Regions from separate parts of the Mus musculus genome. Here all the other regions are linked to region 1. A link is a contact called in public Hi-C and promoter capture Hi-C data. All regions are on one chromosome and are shown on one strand. The core of a region is the stretch at or near the end of the contact, and the rest is flanking DNA. Distances in the headings are between cores, read along the strand shown.

What was found. Promoter capture Hi-C pulls out the DNA fragments that hold promoters and counts their contacts. A called contact is a pair of places that touch in the nucleus more often than the background predicts. Capture Hi-C pulls out chosen DNA fragments and counts their contacts.
Region 2: a contact with region 1 is called in a promoter capture Hi-C map of liver. The contact joins the promoter of Paqr8 here to the promoter of Tram2 in region 1. A contact is called at or near these places in 7 of 39 promoter capture datasets (the HPC-7 cell line, HPC-7-derived erythroid cells, cranial neural crest and 4 more), 4 of 484 Hi-C or Micro-C datasets (LSK cells, embryonic stem cells and stem cell-derived neurons), 1 of 115 datasets of contacts at active chromatin or transcription factors (memory CD8 T cells) and 3 of 9 other capture datasets (adipose tissue, liver and pancreatic islet).
Region 3: a Hi-C map of regulatory T cells shows a contact between it and region 1, with 3 times the contacts expected there. The contact joins the enhancer-like site here to the promoter of Tram2 in region 1. A contact is called at or near these places in 1 of 39 promoter capture datasets (liver), 3 of 484 Hi-C or Micro-C datasets (the G1E-ER4 cell line and regulatory T cells) and 1 of 115 datasets of contacts at active chromatin or transcription factors (thymic regulatory T cells).
Region 4: a contact with region 1 is called in a promoter capture Hi-C map of the HPC-7 cell line. The contact joins the enhancer-like site here to the promoter of Tram2 in region 1. A contact is called at or near these places in 5 of 39 promoter capture datasets (the HPC-7 cell line, HPC-7-derived erythroid cells, cranial neural crest and 1 more), 1 of 115 datasets of contacts at active chromatin or transcription factors (memory CD8 T cells) and 3 of 9 other capture datasets (adipose tissue, liver and pancreatic islet).

Annotation. Positions count from the first base shown.
Region 1 is chr1:21,077,759-21,080,832 of GRCm38.p6, reverse strand. Tram2 (translocating chain-associating membrane protein 2) reads left to right here and starts at 1,608. Exons shown (of 11, transcript NM_177409.3): 1 at 1,608-1,839. The coding sequence starts at 1,720.
Region 2 is chr1:20,889,238-20,892,316 of GRCm38.p6, reverse strand. Paqr8 (progestin and adipoQ receptor family member VIII) reads right to left here and starts at 1,769. Exons shown (of 3, transcript NM_028829.4): 1 at 1,631-1,769. 6720483E21Rik (RIKEN cDNA 6720483E21 gene) reads left to right here and starts at 1,844. Exons shown (of 4, transcript NR_040492.1): 1 at 1,844-2,209; 2 at 2,388-2,471; 3 at 2,662-2,841.
Region 3 is chr1:21,332,280-21,335,222 of GRCm38.p6, reverse strand. It overlaps the pseudogene Gm21909. Among named protein-coding and RNA genes, the nearest start is that of Khdc1a, 16 kb to the left of the region's middle. Within about 2 kb of position 1,437, at least 65 of the 459 cell types and tissues checked have an H3K27ac peak or open chromatin away from gene starts, as enhancers often do. A contact at or near this core is called in the G1E-ER4 cell line, regulatory T cells and thymic regulatory T cells, where this site is marked.
Region 4 is chr1:20,911,267-20,914,027 of GRCm38.p6, reverse strand. The region is part of intron 1 of Paqr8 (progestin and adipoQ receptor family member VIII); the gene reads right to left. Among named protein-coding and RNA genes, the nearest start is that of Gm24171, 2.9 kb to the left of the region's middle. Within about 2 kb of position 1,252, at least 63 of the 459 cell types and tissues checked have an H3K27ac peak or open chromatin away from gene starts, as enhancers often do. A contact at or near this core is called in the HPC-7 cell line and memory CD8 T cells, where this site is marked.

The sequences.
Region 1 (3,074 bases), core at 359-2,858:
TAGATTGACACCATTACATATGCGAAGGAAATTCCCACAAATCATTGACCATTAGAACATTTGTACATTGAGAGTCAAGGTGCTCCAGAGTTCTTTACAAGGCTAGGTCCGAATTTCAGAAGAGTCTTGATTGGGGAGACAGCGTAGTGAGTGATAGTCCATGCTGTGCAAATACTAGGACCTGACTTGGAATCCGCAGAACCCATGTAAAAGTTGGCCACAAGGGGCATTTCTACTGGGAGATGGGAGGAGCTAGAGGAGCAGCTAGCCTGGCCTACCTAGTGGAAAAGTCAACACAAAGAGAGACCTTGGAACAAACCAGGTGGAAGGTGAGGCCTGACACCGGAGGTCACTGGGGCGAAAATACATAAATATGTGAGCTCATGCATGTGCAGCCCCTATATGTCATAAACTGTACGCACGTGCACGCACGCACGCACGCACCGGTCTTAACTTTAAACAAAGGTTAGTCCAATATAGGCATTAATGCCCCCCGCCCCGCCCGTGGAGTTAGAAGCCCTAGGGCTGTCTGTTAAATAGTGCACAGTTTAGAATACAGGAGATAAATTTCTTTAAGGAACTTCATTCAGTTCTAGTTACCTTCAGACTGCTATTTTTGCAAACTCGTAACCGTGAAACTAATTTTAAAAAAAGAAAAGAAATTAAACAGTCCTCTGTTCATTTTGCATTTCTGTACATTTAGAAGCGATTATTTGTTCCTTCATTACTGGCAGGATTAAATCCAATATTTGCTAGTATAATTTATTTTAAAAGACCTTTTGTCCTTCCGGAAGTAATTTTGAAACTTAATATTAAATGGAAACGTTGGGTGAGGATCTTTTTTTTTTTTTTTTTTTTTTTTTATTTCTTCAGTGTTTATTCTTCCACTTCTGATCAATTAATATTGAAGGTAGTGAGCCCTGAAAAACCAATTCTGGGCAGTACCTGGCCTTTTAAGTGAAGGAGTAAAACGCGGGGTACCTGCACGCCCTTGCAAAGTAGGCTCTACTAAGGCAAGGCCTTGGGGTAGCTGCTGAAGGTTCTGAGAGGTTGAACCTACACTGTGCAATCCTTCAGACACAGGAGTAGCCATGCATTCATTTAAGATCCAGCGCAGGGCTGGGGCCAGTCCACAGGCCGGCACGAAGCTTCCCGCCCCGGGCCCTTCCTGCAGAGGAAGAAGCTGGGCGCTAGGAGTGGGATCCCGGCCCACTTCCTGTCCAGCAGCTCGGGAGCCGCTTCCTCTCAAAGCCGGAGGACAGGGCTTCCATTCCCGCGTCTCAGCGAGGTTCACGGAAGAGTGTACCCCCGGTGGAAGCCGCAAGCACCGGTAGCGAGCGCGGCACAAGGGTTAGGCGCGCCGGGCTCGCCCAGGAGGCGTGGCCGGTGGCGCTGGCCAAAGGGCTTGAGGGCGGGGCGGATGGAGGAAGGGGGTGTGGCCAGAGGCGCGCGCCTTTGCGGCCTGGGGGCGGGGCGGACGGAGGAAGGGGGTGTGGCTAGAGGCCCGCGCCTGTGCAGCCGCTGCGGGGCGAGGGCTGTGGCCGGGGGCGGTTCCGGGCGGCAGGCCGGGGCGGGGCGGGCAGAGGAAGGGGGCGGGGCCCGAAGTTGTTCCGCGCTGGGCTGCGGGGCTGGCGTGCGGACCGGGCCGGGCCGGAGAAGTTTTCGCTGGGGCTGCTGAGCGAGGGTGCGGGCCCCCGCAGGCGGTGAACGCCCGCTGCCATGGCTTTCCGTAGGAGGACGAAAAGTTACCCGCTCTTCAGCCAGGAGTTCATCATCCACAACCATGCAGACATCGGTTTCTGCTTGGTGCTCTGCGTCCTCATCGGGCTTATGTTCGAGGTGAGTAGAGCGGGGAGGGGGTGCTGCAGGGGTTGGCGGTCCTAACTCCCGTCCTCCGAGGCGCAGACAGGGATTCCCGGACCTCATCTGGGCTGGAGCGCGCCCGGCTGGGATGTCCCGCACGTTATCTGCACCTCTGGCTTTGTGCACTGTATCCACTCTGGCCTGGACCTAAGAGAGTCCAGACAGCACCCCTAACTCCTAGCTGTGCGGGCCGTGCCATGCTCTGTCGCCCCCCTTGGACACCCACCACATCCTACAACTCTATCTGAATCTCAGAAACCCATACCTGGCCTCGAACCAATTGCAGAGCTGCCTTCCTGGCCCTATGGTTGGGGTTTCCTTTCTGGCGACTTGGTGCCAATGTGGGAAACTCCTAGACCAGCTGTAATTGCACAATCCCCCCTCCTTCTCTCTAGTGGGGGCCTCCAGATCTTCTAGGCTTTTCTAGTGGAAGGGACCCTAACCCTCTCCACCTCTCTTGTGGCTTTCTGGAAGTTCTTCATCCTAACCTCTGGAGCTTGCTCCAGGTGTTCACATGTGGCCCTGGCTCCATCCCAGAGGGACCTTCTGCTACCAACCTCTCTTTAAATATGACCTAAAGGGCTAGTTTTAAGATATCCTTTGGCACTTTGAACTGTTCCTGTAGATCTGTGTGAACTGGACCCAGAGCCTCATCCCCTTTGCAGGAGCCAGTAGAGGGATACTCTCTGTGAAAGGTGATTTCCTAGTCGCTGCAGGGATGTGGGGTGGGAACAGAGAAAGGGATCCTGGATTCAGCACTGTGCTGGTGTAGGCCTCAGAGCTGTCTGTGTAAACCACTAAGGGGTCAGAATCCGAGGTCCCTACTCCAGAGTGCTGCAAAACGGTGATATTGAAAAGTGGGAAGGACTTACTATAGTATATATTGTCTCCAGAGCACCATAGGTAATAGGTGACAGTCCCATGGCTTGGGTCGCCTGGTCTTGAGAACACTCATTCCTATCCTCTCTTCTGTGTAAGTTTCCTGATCTGCATTCTACAGGGTAGTAAGAAGGTGCACCATTTAAGAGTTACTTGTCTATCCCTGCATCTACCCATATCTCCCTTATCTACCCATATCTACCCATATGTCCCTGTTACCGACTCAGGACCTATTTGGCTGAAGAACTTGTCCTCGCGCTGGGGCTGTTCTTGGGTTAGCCGGGTCTGAGCTGAATGCATGCTCGTAGCTAGGCTGTCGGGTTTGCAGGAGA
Region 2 (3,079 bases), core at 520-3,019, 190 kb after region 1:
TTCTTTCCAAACCCAAGTACCTTCCAATGCAAAGAAATCACAGAAAAAAACCTGAGTCAGTTGTCACACCCAAATAAATTACCACAAATAATAGCAATATACCTTAGGTAACAAGATGCTCAGCATTATTTTAACTAAATGTAACAACTTGTATACCCAAGATAAACAATAGAGAACAGATTACGCTTAGGTCATGGTTTGAGATTTGCACTTAGACCTAGCCTCTGAGATGCCAGGGATGGACGGGTACAAGGGTGGAACAGCCCAGGCATGGGAGCAGACTATGAATAACCTTAACAGGGGAATTGTAGCTAGTGCCTTCTGTAAAGGTGACTTTTTACTAGCTGCGGGAGACAAACCTTCACTAATGCAAACACGGAGTACGGGACACTGGAACACTAAAGTTTGCCTGTGGCATGCTGTGTGCTTGTTGACGTCCCTCAGAAGCTGTCTCTCACTGGACAAGAACAAATAGGACCTACGGATTGTAACTCTACACACACCTACATCATACGTGCTCTGCCCAAAGCGCAAAAGGTAGATATCCCGTGTGTATCGGAAATCTCACTTGAAGACCATTCCTTTCACCTTAGTCTCTCCTCGTCGCACCCCCAAGCAAAACCATTTCTAACCCAGGTCAGAAATATGAGGTGCAACGTACGCAAGACAAAGTGCTCACCAGGACCAAGGGTCTCTCTAGTATTCCTGGGTACCTATAACTACTCAGAGAGTTGAGGCAGTTGGCTGCTTCCTTGCTCTTGGCAACTGATCACCCTTTCATAGGTCCCCCAGTACTCCTAGACTCGCGAACGCTGCTGGGTCCTCACTTGTCCTGTCTAGGGTTCCTCAATCTGCTGTCAAGGGAATACCCTCTTGAGGTGTCCACGGCCACCTCCACTGAAAGGACAGCATTCTCAACTGGCTGATATACTCCCAGCACTGTCCCGCCGGCCACCTCCGCCCCTTTGTGCTTTCCCACCGCTCGGTCTACCATAGCCTCTAAATCTGAAACCTACAGCTATCAGCACAACTCTCTGCGGTGTCTCCTTGGAGAATCCCGCTCCATCTTCCTCAAGAAGTTCATGCCTCTCTCACCTTACTCTTTCCGGGAGGGGGGTTCCCCTCTCTTGGGCACCCCCTTCCGCCCTGTTCTTCCTCTACTCGGCATTCCCCTCCGGGATTCCGTTCCCCTCTGCCCTGTGGAGGGCGCCCCAAGAATGCGCACAGGACTACTCCTCCTTTACATCCTTCCTCTCCGGTTCTCTGGGCTCAGACACCCTCAATTCACGGTCGTGACATCTACTTCAAATCCCCGCTCCCCAGGCTCCTCACCATCGCAGTCCGGATTTCCTAGCCCTTCAGGGCTCTGCAGTTCCCCAACTCCACGGTTTGGACTGTCTGCTGTGCATTCTGAAAGCCGATATTAAAACTCTAACATTGGGTCCCAGCTCGGGCCGCTAGGTTCCGGGCACCTGGCAATGAGGGTCTACATCCTCCCTACAGGTCGGGTCAGGCGCTCCTCTACGCCGAAATCCTGACGTCCCCGCCTCCCGGCTCTGGCAGAGACTCCCCAGCATCTCAGTGGAGACCTGCACCCTGCCCGACCCCCACCCCCACAGTCGGGACTTACGAACACCAGCGCGGCCGAGCTCCTGCAGCCCAGCTCCGCCAGCCGCACTCCCGACTCCAGCTCCGGGAGAGCTCTTTCTGAGCCTCCCCGACCGCCGAGGGCTCTGCACCCGAGAGCGGCCGGGAGGAGGGGACAACCCGGATGGCGACGCCCAGCTCCGCCCTTTCCCGGCCCAGGGGAGGGCTGCCCAGCCCGGTGCACACTCTGCTGCTACAGCCACCGCAGCCCAGCCGAGGAAGTTGACTGACGCCGCTTCCTTCCATCCTTCCACCCACCTTTAGACCCTCGCACCCACCCCCAGACCTTCTTAATTGCAAACCCCTCGGGGGCTTGAGACAGCCAGGGATGCGGTTTGCGCTCTGTGTTCTTTCCCAAAACCATTTCCTAAATCCCTTGGGGGGGGGGGGGTGGATAAAAAAACTTCATCTGCCATTTCCAATCCTGGCCTTCTTTCCTCTCATTGCTCTAGGGTGAACTCGGTATAATGCCCAGGAAATCACGCTGTGCATCCCATGAAGGCCCTGCGGACACATTTTCACATCCCCGTGCAAGACTCATACTTCTGCTGCGGTTGCATGTGTGAGTGCATCATGCATGTCACTGGACACACGTATGCTGTGCCAAGCAGACCCCTCTACCCGCCCCACCCCACCCCCATGTAACCTCCATTCACTAAGTCTGCCCGCAGTGACTGCAGTTGTTCTTCACCCACAATACACCCTGTATGCACCATAATTTTTTTTTTCAATCCATTTAGGAAGTAGGACCATCAGTTAACAAATTGAATTGGCTTTGCTGCTGAAAAGCTGCCAGCATCGTTCAGAAGAAAGGGAATGGAAAGGTCAGATCCCGGGAAGATGGCCTGTGTCAGCTCGCCTGTACGAAGAAGGCCCATCTTTCCTACTGTTCTGAGACAGTTCTGGACTGAGTTTGGGCTCTTTTCATTTAAACCCACCCTGTTCCAGGGAAGAATCTAACCATGTTTTTACCATTCCCAGTATTTAAAAATCTGTTATTTGGTGTATCTTCAGCAAAATATCTGGAAGCAAAGTGAACTGTTCATACAGTGGGATTTCGTTCACTCCGTAAATGAAGATGTTTGGATTCTGGGATGTTATGGGCAGGCTGAAGCAGATTCGGACCCCGAGAGAGTCCAGGGACCTGTCTCAGTGCAGGGCTTTCCCCACAGGACAGTGACCCGGTGTGCAAAGGTGCGTGCGAAAGCTCAGGAGGCTCTGGGATGCACCTGCTGCCTTAGCTTGAAGATGTCCAGGCTGCCCTTGTATCCTGGGAAGCTGTGGCCGTCCATATTAGCCAATATTTCTTATTTTAGCCAGAGACCTCAGCCATAAAGTGATACTATAAGAGGAAGGAACCCCTGCCACCCTCTGCCCCGCCCCCACACATACATTTCTACTCAGACCTAAACTAGAAACAATATTAAAAGTC
Region 3 (2,943 bases), core at 188-2,687, 250 kb before region 1:
GATTAAAGGCGTGTGCCACCACACCTGGCATGATTGCCAATTTCTTTTTTTTTTTTTTTTTAAAGATTTATTTATTGATTATATGTAAGTACACTGTAGCTGTCTTCAGACACTCCAGAAGAGGGCATCAGATTTCATTAGGGATGGTTGTGAGCCACCATGTGGTTGCTGGGATTTGAACTCTGAACCTTCGGAAGAGCAGTCGGGTGCTCTTACCCACTGAGCCATCTCACCAGCCCTGCCAATTTCTTAACAACCAACCTGAGACCAAATGTGTCAGTAATTTTCTGCTACCAGAAAATAGGGAAGCGGAGCTGGAGAGATGGCTCAGAGGTTAAGAGCATTGACTGCTCTTCCAGAGGTCCTGAGTTCAAATCCCAGCAACCACATGGTGGCTCACAACCATCCATAATGAGATTAGATGCCCTCTTCTGGTATGTCTGAAGACAGCTACAGTGTATGCAATTAAATAAATAAATAAATCTTAAAAAGAAAATAGGGAAGCGAATTTGTATGAGAATATAGTTTCTATTGTACTCTACATTAGAGTCTGCAGACTCTTATTCCCTAACAAATAAACAATTGGAGAACTACACCACTGTCACCAGGTACTGGCTGACATTTGGAAGTTAAAAATACCCAGAGGACCTCCAATACAGAAGGCAAGAACCTTGTAGAAGGCAAGAACCTAGTTGGTCTTGGCTAGCACGACTCCAGCTGATTGGTGTACACTGACAGAGACAATCCCATCATTCTTGCCAGCGATTGGTTAAAGAAATGGCATCAGTTTAACAATTAAGGAAAATTTGGGCATTTCTAGAAAATGTTTTTTCTCCCTTCTGAGAAGAGAACCAGGAACGAATCTCAACTCTTCTCCTGGGGGCTAGGACCCAGTATGATTTGGGCAGCAACACGAGTATTGTGTTACCAGACTGAAGAGGGAGGAGACATACAGAGATTGAATTTGAGCCCTTGACAAGTTGTGCCTGGACCTCTTGTATGCCTAGTTTGACCAGGGTTTCCTGGTACTTGAAGTTTAAGCACACTTGATTTTTGTCTCCTTTACATACTTCTTATTTTTACTTTTTTTTTTTCGAGACAGGGTTTCTCTGTGTAGCCCTGGCTATCCCGGAACTCACTTTGTAGACCAGGCTGGCCTCGAACTCAAAAATCCGCTTGCTTCTGCCTCCCAAGTGCTGGGATAAAAGCTGTGTGCCTCCACGCCCGGCTTTTTGTTTGTTTGTTTTGTTTTGTCAATTCTTGATTTTTATAACTAGTTTTGTTGGGGATGGATATTGTACTGTGAGCCAAAGTTCCCCTCCCTTCTTGAGAAACTTCTGACCTTTTGAAATGACAGCTGACAGAACATCAAGATCAGATAATAGTCTCTGCAAACTTTCCGAGAAAAACCACAGAATGTCCCCTGAGCTAAGAGTAGATAGTGTATTCCCAGGCAGTTATGTAGAACCACCCCCGCCCCCGGGCTGAGGCTCCCGCAGGTTTCTCCCTCTTTACTTCCTCCTTCTTTCTTATATTCTGTAACCTTGCTCACAATAAACAGACCTTGACAATCATTGCTTAGTCTCGCTCCTTCTTTCTCGCCCGTTTCTCTTTCAGGCATGGTCCCCCTCGGACCCCTCCGCCCCCAGAATAACTGAGTCCTGCGGGTCGGGACATAGTTTTACCAAACTGTTAATTTTCTTAAGATTTATTTGTATTGTATGCTGTAGCTGCTTGTATTTTGATGATAATTTCGCCCCACCCCCACCCCAAAATTGTTTACAACGAGAGAGTCTGCACATAGCTTCTACGCACCTGCCCCCAGTTAATTCTGATTGGTAAATAAAGATACGAGCTGCCAATAGTTGGGGAGGAGAGAGAGAGCGAGGACTTAGGGTTCCTGGGCTTGGGATCTTGGGGCTGCTAGGAAGCAGGAGAGGAGAGAGATGCCATGCCTTAGGAGTGTGCAGGGTAGAGACAAGAGATGCCATGGGATAAAAAAGCAAGGAGAGCATCCTGGGCTGTGAGACAAGAAAACGTGGCCCAGAGGGAACATAGAAATTAGTAAGAAACAATGGGGTTATGGATAGAAGAAGATTCTAACAACTGGAGGTTAGCTATTGTGCAGCTTAAGGCATATTAAATATAAAGGCTGTGTGTGTGTGTGTGTGTGTGTGTGTGTGTGTGTGTCTTTCATCCAGGAACATCAACCATTGAGGTGGGTAGTAACCCCTCACCGGGATTTATTAAAATACTAATACCACAGTATCCATATGTGTGTTTTGCTTGAGTGTATGTCTGTTACCCCATGTTACAGTGTTCCAGGAAGCCAGAAGAGGACATTGGGTCTCCTGGTGCTGGAGTCACAGATGTTTGTGAGCTGCAATGTGGGTGGGTGCTGGGAATCAAACCAGGGTCCTTGAGGAGAGCAGCTAGGGGCCTTAACTGCTGAGCCATCTCTCTAGTTCCCAACTTTTTTCAAAAAAAAAAAAAAAAGAATGAACTGTAGATAACTAATATTTTATTGTATAACATCATGAAAGAAAAAAAAGTAAAATTTTATTACTTTAATTTCTAAACATTTGCTCAGAAAAAAAAAAAAACAAAACTCAATTAAGATATATATGTAAGGGCTAGGGTGTAGCTCAGTGACACAACCCTTGACTAGTATAAGTAAGTCCCTAGATTTAGTCACCCAGAAGAATATATCCAGTTGTTCTACCTCTCTCAGTACCAGAGAGCTAATATTAGAAAATTCATGTCTGCATGGTGGTAGCACATAGTATTCGGGATGCAGAAGCAGGTGTATCTCTGGGTTGGAGGCTAGCCTGGTCTACAGAGTGAGTTCCAGAATAGCCAGGGCTATACAGATAAACCCTGTCTCAAAACAAAACAAAACAGATTTAGCCAAATGGATCACATCACCCGAGGGGGGGAAATAAC
Region 4 (2,761 bases), core at 3-2,502, 170 kb after region 1:
GAAAGAAAGGAAGAAAGAAAAAGAGAGAGAGAGAAAGAAAGAAAGAAAGAAAGAAAGAAAGAAAGAAAGAAAGAGAGAGAGAGGAAGAGAAGGGAAGGAGGAAGGGAAGGGAAGGGGAAGGGAGGAAGGAAGGCATGAGAGGAAGAAAGGAAGGAACAGGTTGAAGGTGAGAGGAAGAGAGGAAAGAATTTTGTTTATAAACTAAAGGAAGTCAAACATTAGGTAGACTGGTTACCAAAAACTGGAGTAGGGACCATTTTCAAGGTTGGTGGAATATATTTTTCCAACTATGACCGTCATAGTGTGGAAAGGACACATGCTGAAAGAGCCTGTTTCTACCCCTCCCCATCCCTGCAGTGCAGTTTCAGAACCCCTGTCTAGAGAGCAGGATTGTGGGAGAGGCAAAGTCATTGGCCGCCCCTCGTGTGAACCTCCTCAGGGTCAGAATGTGGTGGCCCGGAAATCTTCCTGATTGCAGAGCAGAGATTCAAGCTGAGCCTACCATTTTCTTATCACATCTAGAAAAGTGATATCAAAACTGAGTTGTGGGAATCAGTTGAAGACTGCAAAGAAAGGGTGCCGGTCTCTTCCTAATTTCGTCATAAGTACAAAGTGTTGTCTTAAACAGTGGTAAGTTGATACCATTTACACTGGTCTCCTAAGTTCACCATAAAACACAACCAGGTCACAGAGTTTTCTAGGCGGCTCCTCGTTCCATGTCACATGATATATCAGGTAAAGAGTACCTGAAATAAGACTATCTGAGCTCCCTCCTTACTTAGATGGTGATAGAAGGTCAGACGAAGCTTTGCAAATCCCAAGGTTATGAGGGACTTACAATTCATACTGAAAATGAATGTTTTCTCAGCTCCCAGGAAGCCAAGCCTCCCCAGGCTCAATAACAACCTGAAAAACCAAGATAAAAAGAAAGAAACAAAGAAAAATCACACCTCTGGGGGTTTTTTTTTGTTTTGTTTTTTTTTTTTTTTTTTTTTTTTTTTTTGCTTCTAGGCTCCAGTTCAACTTTAGAAAGGGTCACAAGCATTTATCATTGCAGTCACCTGACCTGTGGTCTCAGGTGACATCTCATTAAAGCCAGTGCAGGTGCCACCTGAGCGCCTGGATTGTCTTTCTAACCAAGCTGAAAAGTGGCCAACCCCAGCTTCAACCTCAGCAACCTCCCAGTGACACTGCCTGAACGTTGTCTGCTCTTTGCCACAGCGCCCGCGCCCGCGCCCACGCCCACGGGCCCTGGAAGATTTAGTCTTAGATTAAGATCACCATGGCTGCCAGGAGATAAACAAGCCCTCTCAGGCCTTCCTCAGGCCTCCGCTTCTCGAGGAGCTACCCAGCCTCCCTCCTGATTTAAACCCAGCCTCCCTCCTGATTTAAAGCTGCTTGGCGCTCCACCAGGCACCACACTCTGCCCCGTTTCATTTCAGATTTACTCCTTGTAGCTTAATGTATTACTTTCCCTCTGTGTGTTCAAGTACACAAAATTTACCAGCTTAACCTCTTTGTCTTCATCCTGTCCTCCTCCTCATCTTTTCTTCCTCCTCCTCCTCCCCTTCTCCTCTCCCTCCCACTCCTCTCCTCTTCCTCCTCCTCTTCTGTCTTTTTCTCTCAACCTTGTTCCTTATTCTTCTTCCAGAGTCTCATTATTTAGCCCAGATGACCTCAAAACTCCCACACGGGCTGCTAAGCCCTGACATCACAGACATGCACCGCTGATTTCAGTGTCCCATCTCTTCCCTTCTCAGAATGTAGTTAAGCACACTCATTTGTCTAAACCACAACTCTTTCTCTCCTGCAAAACAAAGCCCATTATCTCCTGCTCAGGCCTCCCTCCTCTCTTCTCTCTGGCCCCTGGAAACTATTTTTTTGTTTTATGTACTGTTTTTGGGACTTCATATTCACGGACTCAAAATCTTTTTATAAGTGACATCTCTTTTTCTTTTTTTTTTCTTAGCACACTTTTTAATATATCTATGAAGTAAATCCTGGAAGATTAATTGCTAGGACTATATGCATTTAAACTACGATGACTGCAATTCTGTCTTCCAAAAATGATTGAGACAATTTATAATTCAACCAACAATATTTAAAAGTAGTTTGCTGGGAACATTAAGTCAAGGCAAAGGTACTTGACTCCAAACCGAATAACCTGAATTTAATCCTTAGCACATGGAGAGAACTGACCCCCACAAAGTGGGGCCTCTGCATGCTCCTCTCAGGACAAGTACACCCATATGTACACATACACGCTCCAGAGACAGAGATATGGACACACATACACAAATTAAAAGGAAAAAAAAAACCAGTTTTCTATATCCTTACCAAAGGAACATTTCAGCTTTTTATTGGGATTCAATGAATAGTATTACTTATAAGTGACATTTCACTTGGCACCACGTCCCCTGGTTTCAGCCATGTGTGTAGTATGTGTCAACACTTCTTTGAGGGTCAACATTGTGTGTGTACATCACGCTTTGTCTACATGTTTGTCTGTCAGTAGAGGAGTCATCCCACCCTTTTGGCTATTGAGAGTGAAGTTGCTGTGACTGTGGTGTATAAATATCTTCTCAGGACCGTGCTTCCAGTCCTTTGGTACACACATACCCTGAAGTGGGATTTCTGGATAATAGTAATTTCATTTTAAATATTTTGAGAACATTTAAAATGGAATTTTAAATATTCTCGCCACACCATCCTCAATGACAGCTGCAATTTTTGTTATCCACCAGAATGTTCCAATTTCTGC